2 separate regions of the Rattus norvegicus genome follow, and region 2 is linked to region 1. A link is a contact called in public Hi-C data. All regions are on one chromosome and are shown on one strand. The core of a region is the stretch at or near the end of the contact, and the rest is flanking DNA. Distances in the headings are between cores, read along the strand shown.

Region 1 (4,473 bases), core at 1,816-4,315:
GCTGGGCAAACTATAAACTCTGCATCTCCATGTCTGATGTCAAAGCAGTTTTCAGATCTTCACTCCTTTGTCATCTTTGTTGACCACAGCAAACTTCTTTTCTTAGGCTGGTTCCACTCCTTGTTAGCAGCTTTCCTCAGGAGATATCCTACGGCTCTGGCATCTCAAAAATTTTGAGGTCTTCAAAGCAGCTTCAATGTTGCAGCTTCTTGTTTCAATGTCTGGGGTCCACACATCATCTTCTGGGCTCCTCCAAAGGTCTGGCTTCACTTCTCCAGCTCTGCTCTCCACAGCACTCTAAGCTCAGATTGATGCACTCCATTGTCATTGTTGTTCTTGATAATCATGCCATGGTACGAGCATCTTTAATACACTGGGATCTTCTTTTGTGAGTAGGCTTCACTAATAGCCTCTCGAGCATGAAGAATAAGAGCATGGAGATTCAGAAGTTATATAAAGTTATCAACTAAGTCTAAACTGGCAGCAAAAAAATGGAAACTCCATTCCTTCGCCTTCATGTGAATGGCGACATCTCTGGTTCAAACCAGCTGAAATTCCAATTTATCTGAATATGAATGAATGCATCATTGGTCTTAAAAAATCTAAGGAGGACCCCAGATGTCGGACTCTTTGATCGTGCTTCCTTTGCTTCTACATAAAAGCACTAAAGTGGAGGAGGTAATTTACTGTGGTATTATCCCAGCTTTCAACGTTCCTGGCTGTAAATGCATTCAGCTGTTGGAGTAAATAAAAATTAATTTAATTTTTTCACATTATTTGTGAAAAATAATCACATACGGTGCATGTGATCCCACGTGTACACACACATGCACCATGCATATTGTCAAAGAAAAGCTTGTGAAGTCAGTTCTTCCTTCTACCATATAGGCTCCAGGGATTGAACAGAAATCTTAAGGCTTAGCAGCAGGTGCCTTTTACTTTCTAAGCTGTCTTCCAGCTGGTAATGGCAAATTTTACTAGAATAAAAGTGCAAGGACAATAGAGAATCTCCAGGAACCTGGGCTGTTCAGTGGAAAAGACAGAACAAGAAGATAAAACAATGAAGACATAACAGGAGATAGCTCAATGCAGATGCATCATGTAATTCCAATTTAGACTTATTTGTTGATGTAACCATGAAAGATAGAAGGAAATCTCATTTTTCAATGTAATGATCAACTAGAATTGATACCATTTTGCATGTGTCAGCAAAATATGCTGGATTATAATATTACAAACATTTAATGCCTTTTCTCTGTGAACTTAAATTTTATAGAAATATAGGACACATGGGACAGGGAAGCAGAAAAGGGACTACTATGGATGGAAGGAGAGAAGAGGAAAAAGACAGAAGACGATAAGGGCAGGGTCAAAAAAAGAAAACCTGGATGAAGACATCATGTGAAACCTATTGCTTTATATATGAATTAAAATAAGTAAAATAAAAGATGTTAACTTCTACTGTACTAGACCACAAAGACCAAGAGAGTTGATTATATCAAATGTTTTAGGAAAGATGCTGAACTGTCACTGGAAGAAACAGACTCTATCCATTCTAATTCTTTGAATACCCAGAGTGGCATGGTAAAACAGGGTCTTCCCATTTTCAAAAATTTCTTCTATTACTTTGATATCTACAGAAACAGTCTAAAGATTTTATTAAGAGTACTTTAGCTTCCTGACAGTTTCATTGGGTTATTAACTCAATATGTACCTGTTGACATTCAACTCTTTGTACTGAGTGTAACCTACTCCCTGTACCCTCCAGTAATTCAACAAATGACTCTCAACATCAAGAACATAAGCCTAGGGCCATGGGCAAATGTCAACATCAGACCATGTCTACCCACAACAGTGCTGATCATAGTTTAAGGATTCCTAAATTATATCAGCAGTGGTGGTTGATATTTCCTACTTACAAGATCCAGGATCACATAAGAGATAAACCTCTGGAAATATTTTTAGGGAGTCTCCAGATTGGATGAAATAAGATGGGAAGAGCTATCCTACAAATGGCTATTCTATGGGCTGAGGGCTGAGCTGGGGATGGGAGGGATATCATCAGCCATTCCTTTCTGTTTCGTGGCTGTGGATGCAGTGTGCACAGTTCCCCTTATTTCTGTCACTATGCCTCCTCTACTACAATAGACTTGTTTTAGTTAGGGTTTTATTGCTGTGAACAGACACCATGACCAAGGCAACTCTTATAAGGACATTTAATTGGGGCTGTCTTACAGGTTCAGAGGTTCAGTCCAATATCATCAAAAGGGAGCAAGGCAGTATCCAGACATCAGCAAGAGGAGCTGAGAGTTCTACATCCTCATCTGAAGGCAGCTAGGAAAAGACTCCTTTCTAGGCAGCTAGGATAAAGGTTTGAAGTCATCCCTCTCTCTGTCCCTCCCTCCCTTCCATTTCTCTTGTCAGATATGTTATCATAGCAACAAGTAACCAAGGCACTGGCCATTTCCCCATATTTAGAATTGCTCAGTCTTAGGTGATGCAACTCCCACCGTTGGAATACACAAGGCGGATAAGAATCGCAAGCACCATTCTGTCCTCATTTCCCTAAAACCTTTACGACTATGGAGGTAGTATCTTTCAAGCAAAAATCAAAGTACTGTCAAAGATTAAAGATACCTGGTTTCTGTTTCAGCCTGGCTTGTGTGCTTGTCACATTCAACACCTCCTTTATCTGTGGCATAAAGAGAGCCTTGTAACTGTTTTGCCAGAGGAGATCTGAGGGTAAATGGTGCACTGTGTCCCGGTGAAATTCCTTAGTTAATTGCAATACTTATGTAAACATGATAATAAGAGGTACTATTAGTGGTTTATGACAGAGACCCTCATTTGCCCCAATTAGTTTCAATTTAGCCACAGACACCCTTTCCTTCTTAAAGCCTGTAACTATCTACTAAGTATACCCTTCCAAATTATTGGTGGTATCCAAACAAAACGCCATTGCCAGTACGTATATTAACTTAATAATACGGCACAAAAAAATCTTTGTGTTATAAATAGCTCCCTTTCATTCCAAAGGAATGGAGATCACGGCCACTGTGTTTTCTGGAGTGAACACTGGGCTGCCAATGTTCGCATTTCCTTTGCCTTTTCCCGGCTTCCCCTCACACCACCCATTGTGTACCCCAGACTTCTCTGTAAAAGACTTGCCAAGAACTGAAGGATGATATTTTCCTGTGGTTATGGGAAATAACCCTTTTGCAATCTTAGAATTTAATAATTACTAGTCAAAGGTTTTTTTTTAAAGTACTGCTATATTCCAAGGCAGAAGTCTTTCTCAAATCTTAGTTTAAAACTTACTACAATAGTATGTTACTATTAGAGATTTTTTTAGTAAATGTGTCACTGAAATATAATATACATGTAAAAACCTGAAACTGTAAATACAAACACTTATATTCTGTGATTTGATTGTGGCTTTAAAACTCTTTCCTCAAATAATACATGATATAATAGATGTTATATTTTTTAAATTTTTGCTATGAAGTTTCAATAAACTTTTTGACACTTTTAAAATTATTAAAATTAAAGAATAAATATTTACTTCATTTAAATACATGTACATAATTTACAAGGACTATTTTAGCAATATATGTAATAATCATTACTGTTTGTGAGATTGCTATAATTTTCTTTTTTAAAAAACTTAGCACTTTCGAAGTATAATCATTATAAAATTTTGTTAAAATTGTAGTAAACCCCATTCTCTCCCCATTGTAATGTCTATCCCATTCTTCAGGTGCAACTTTTTATGAACCACACTCATTTCTCTTGACATGGTGAACTTCCCTTTTCATGGTCAAATGATGATTACTGAGTCTAGCCTGCTTCCTATTAGAGCCATCTAGATCTGACCACACAGCAACAGCTATTCATTTGATTGACTTTGTGGAATAATTATTTCTCCATAGAGACAGACTAGGGCAGCATATTTATATTCTAAAAGTTGTAATTATATCTCCTATCATGAAGCTTGACTTCCTTCTGAAAATGTCATGTGTCTTATTAGAATGAATCGAATTCACTTGTTTCTTGACTGTAAACCTTTACTGTGGAAATATAAGATTACTTTATGTTCATATATTTTATATTAATAGAATATACTATGTATGCATATGTAATATATTATATAAATATATTAAAGTTTAACAAATAAAATTAATATACAATATAATAAAACATATATTCAGTTTTATTAAAGAATTCTGGGGCAGAATAATTGAAGGGTATGTCTAGTCTTACAGTGATTAATTTTTATGCGGTTTTATTTCATATAATTTTAACTTTGCTTGAGAGTTTGAACCCACTCAACAGTTTCATTCCAGTCTGTATATAAGTGAGAGGGTCATTCTGGCTTGGGGAGTTGTAAGGGCTTCCTGTCCCCATTAGTCAAGGAAACTCTTGCCTTTGCTTAGGCTTCTACAGAACAGCTCCTGAGGTCGAATCGTTGATCTA
Region 2 (4,145 bases), core at 656-3,155, 340 kb before region 1:
GGGTAGGGGAACACCCTCATAGAAGAAGGAGGAGGGGGATGGGATAGGTTTATGGACAGGAAACTGGAAAAGAGGATAAAATTTGAAATGTAAATAAATGAAAAATATCCAATTAAAAATATAATTCAACTCATAAACTTTTTATAAAAGCTGCGCAAGGCAAATTAAGATTGACAGTATAATTTTGTGAAAGAAATTCAACATCAAGAATAAGAAGCACACATCTTCTATGGTCATGCCTATGAAAGCTCCAATGTATGCTGTCTACCACAGGCATACTTACAAGGAGACTGAGGCAGGGTTTACAATCATTGACAAAGAGCTGGATCCCTCTTCTGCGGCAAGTTTGAAGGGTAATTGTGCCAGGTGCTTAACACCTTTATTCTAGAGCTTACCTCCCTGCTCCTCACTACTTATGGCTGCCCTATGCATTGTAGAGCCACCAGATATAGGGACTGAGCAAGACTGCTCTACATGGTCACCACTGTATATCCTAGAACCTCTGGGTAAAATTATGGTCTACTGTATGGAAAAATGCATAAATGCAACTTTTGAAGTATCAGCAAAGCAAGTATATCTTGCAATCTGATGTGGAAAACCATGGCAGGTTTGAAGGGTTGGTACCTGCTCAGGCTTTAAGTCAAATGCCTGCTCTAGATTTTACTTATGCTCCTCCTGGGCAGGAATTCTCTCATTTCCCCCTCACCTGCATAAGCCTTATAGCTGATGATGTACCTTAGCCACCACCTTTTTTAACTCATGGATACATAAAACTGTGTGTGTGTGTGTGTGTGTGTGTGTGTGTGTTATACATAATACATAATATATGTGTATGTGTACATTTCAATATATACACATTACATGCATATATAATATGTAACAGTAGAAGGGAAGGAAAGGAGTGACAGGACAGATTGGAATGGATAGAAAGAAGATGGTAAAAGACAGGAATATAGTCAGAATTTTATGAAGCAGCATTATGTACAATGAATATGCATCAGTAAGAACATTTTAAGAACACGTAATTAGATAAAATAGTGTGTACTTGTTCCCTATACACCTAGTATACTTTCCTGCTACTGGTTTTGTGCTTTTCCACTCGATTCCCTAATTAAATCGGAGAGTTGTTTTATGCTGCCCCACCTTTGCATCTAGCACAGGTCCTTGTCACGAACAGAGTCTTCCTAAATTACTTTCGTTTTGCCTTTCTGTATTGGACTATTCATGGAGGGCTCTCATGTCATTTGAGTGATCAGAGATGGCTCCATAGAAAAAGAGAGATATAAACCAGGATGCTTTAGTGGAAGTAAATGGGCTTTTTGCTTGCTTTGCTACTCTCTTTGTTAAACTTTCCCTTCCTTCCTTCCTTCCTTCCTTCCTTCCTTCCTTCCTTCCTTCCTTCCTTCCTTCCTTCCTTCCTTCCTTCCTTTCTCCCTCCCTCCCTTCCTTCCTTCCTTGCTTCCCTCCTTTCTCTTTCCCTTTCTTTCTTCTACCTTTCTGGCTTTATCGTCTTGTGCTGAAGAAGGTTTTATTTTTCCTTAAACAAGAAGGTATTCCCAAATAAACTACCACACTGCAATGCCCTATACTGTACTGTGTACCTGTTTCTTCTGGGTACAACACTGTACTTTATGCCCATTATTTCCTGGGTGTCCTCCCTGTTAATTCTATTTCTTTGTATTCTACTATCTGGCCACAGGAGGGAGCATTTGCCCAGGAAAAACATGTATGCCAAGTGCTTCGAAGGCTGACTTGTGGGGATTTTTTGTTTTCTTTTTCTTTTTCTTTCAAACATCCATCTGGAATGACAGCCTAAAGTCAAGTGTTGCAATGACCACTGTTCTGCAAACAGCCTCCACCATCTGAATTTGCAGCCTCCCATTTCCAGGGGTTCAGTTTCACTTGGCGAGCAAATTCTTCTGTAAACACAAAGACCTGGGAATGTCCATGACCTATCACACAAACTTACTCCAGACCCAGACAAAAAGGGTCAAGGAAGTTCAGCAGAGTTATTCCCTAAATTCCCACTTCTGAAGCAAGCTCCCCAGGGACCAGACAGGGATGGCATGCTATTGTGTCTAGGATCCTCTTACAGTGTAGGAACCTTTGATTGTTTTTTCTTTTGTAAAATTACAGTGTTATGTTTTAAATGTCATTACCAAAACATACTCTGTTTCCCTAGAGGAACTTTCAAAGGAAAGAATTAGGGATGAGTTCTTAAAACATAGTTACCTCCCAAGCAGCACAAGAATAGAAAGCAGCCGTAATTGACTTGTCTTACAAATGTTGGCTTCAGACACTTTAGTCCCATCAGCCCAACATTCCCAACTATCAATGGCACTGTAACAAAATATCCTGGCTTCTCAGTGTGCCCCTGCTCTCAGTCATACAAACACTGCTATGAGGAAGTATGCTGGGAGCTTCCATTTCACTTTCAGTTCAAATAGAAGGAAACTAATGATCCACCAGTGTCAACCTCCTCTGCACTTTTCTCTCTACTCTATTTGAAGGCGATGTAATTGTTTCCATAGCAGTTAGTCTAACGTGGTCCCATTCCTCTCAACGTCATTAGGGATATCTAATTCAGGGGGGTAGGGAACTTAGCCATTCGAAACTGTCATTTTCTTACACGTAAGATGAGGGGATAAAATCCACTTACTTTGCTGTGATGAGAATTAAATAAGCTACTAATCAAATAATAACTACTGAGTGGTTAGGACACAGTAAGGATGCAGTAAGTCACACTTTTGTTAGTATGACTTTTAGTTGGTTAGTGTAGAATGGTGCAACGCTGAAGGGCATTGTGGGAGCTCGTCACATTAAAGGGCAGGAGTATAGAAGAGAAAGATGATTTCTTCTGACACCTGTGTCTTCAGGATCCCTGCCCACTGATGGTTTGATTCTCAATTAACCACGAGAAATGTCTTAGCTGCCTCATAACTACAGAAACAAACAAACAAACGACAACAAACACAAAATAAAACAAAAACAAAGAAACCTCAGCAGTTTATTCTGCTCTTGAGCAGAGACTGAAGATGTAGCCCCCTGGCAGAGGGCATGTGTGACATGTACAAGGCCCTTGATTACATCTCAATCACCTCTCAAAATAACAATGGACAAAACTGAAGTTCTCCTTTGCAGACTTGGGTTACAGGTGATGGAAGCAGATCAAACAAAAGCCAAGACAACCTGGGCAAAAAGCCAAGAGCTGGGTACTACTGCTTCAAAACCAGTGTAGCGTCTTTAAAATGCCTGGAGTCATAAAGGGAGACTCTGGAAAGGAAAAAACTTCTCTAAGGTGTGTCTGACTCAGGGAGATCTGACTTAAGGAAATATGTACTTTAGACCTAGAAAAGACCTTAATAACTATTCATTTATTTTCTTATTTGTTCTTGTTTTAGGGGAAATTTCTTGAACACCTACAATGTGGTAGATGTGTCAGTGTATAACTTAGGTGATTTGCCTGTTGGGAAGACTTGTAAGCACAGAGCCAAAACCTGGGTCAGACCACCCGCCTCTCAACTCGCTGCCTTGTCTGGCCTCGGTGGGAGAGGATGTGCCTAACCCTGCACTTGAGGTACCCGGTGGGTTGGTACCCACAGAGTGCCTCCCTTCTCAGAGGTGATGAAGAGGGGTGGGAGGGAGTTGTTATGTGAGGGGGGCCTTGGAGAAGAGGGGCCTGGTAGTGGGATGTAAAATTATTAATTAATTAATTAATGGAAAAAGTTGCAACACTTCCATTCAAGCCTACATATTGTGTACGTGTACACACAGACACACACACAGACACACAGACACATACACAGACACACACACACAGACACACATACACACACACAGACACACACACTGAAATGTTCTCTCTCTCAATATATATATATATATATATATATATATATATATATATATATATATATATATATATCTCCAAAAAGTCCCTGGGGTAAATGGAAATGAATTACTTCTAGGAAGGTCATTTAAGAAGATATTAACATCCATTAACAGAAAGCCTTGTCTTTTCAAAATTAGATTATTTAGCTGTCCTGTTTCCCAAACACAGAGGAAATGAAGTATGATACTGGTAAAATGAATGTTCCAGTAGAGAATGAGGGTTTACTGACAGACCCAGAGGAAAAGCAGTGTAT

Evidence for each region. A called contact is a pair of places that touch in the nucleus more often than the background predicts.
Region 2: a contact with region 1 is called in a Hi-C map of the A7r5 cell line, with 4 times the contacts expected there. The contact joins two enhancer-like sites. A contact is called at or near these places in 5 of 12 Hi-C or Micro-C datasets (the A7r5 cell line, Schwann cells, frontal cortex and 2 more) and 1 of 1 datasets of contacts at active chromatin or transcription factors (oligodendrocytes).

What each region holds. Positions count from the first base shown.
Region 1 is chr18:35,494,268-35,498,740 of GRCr8, reverse strand. No RefSeq gene overlaps it. Among named protein-coding and RNA genes, the nearest start is that of Stk32a, 13 kb to the left of the region's middle. Within about 2 kb of position 3,065, at least 6 of the 93 cell types and tissues checked have an H3K27ac peak or open chromatin away from gene starts, as enhancers often do. A contact at or near this core is called in the A7r5 cell line, where this site is marked.
Region 2 is chr18:35,829,546-35,833,690 of GRCr8, reverse strand. All of the region lies in intron 20 of Jakmip2 (janus kinase and microtubule interacting protein 2), which reads left to right. All of the region lies in intron 1 of LOC120098288 (a long non-coding RNA gene), which reads right to left. Among named protein-coding and RNA genes, the nearest start is that of Dpysl3, 100 kb to the right of the region's middle. Within about 2 kb of position 1,905, at least 8 of the 93 cell types and tissues checked have an H3K27ac peak or open chromatin away from gene starts, as enhancers often do. A contact at or near this core is called in the A7r5 cell line, where this site is marked.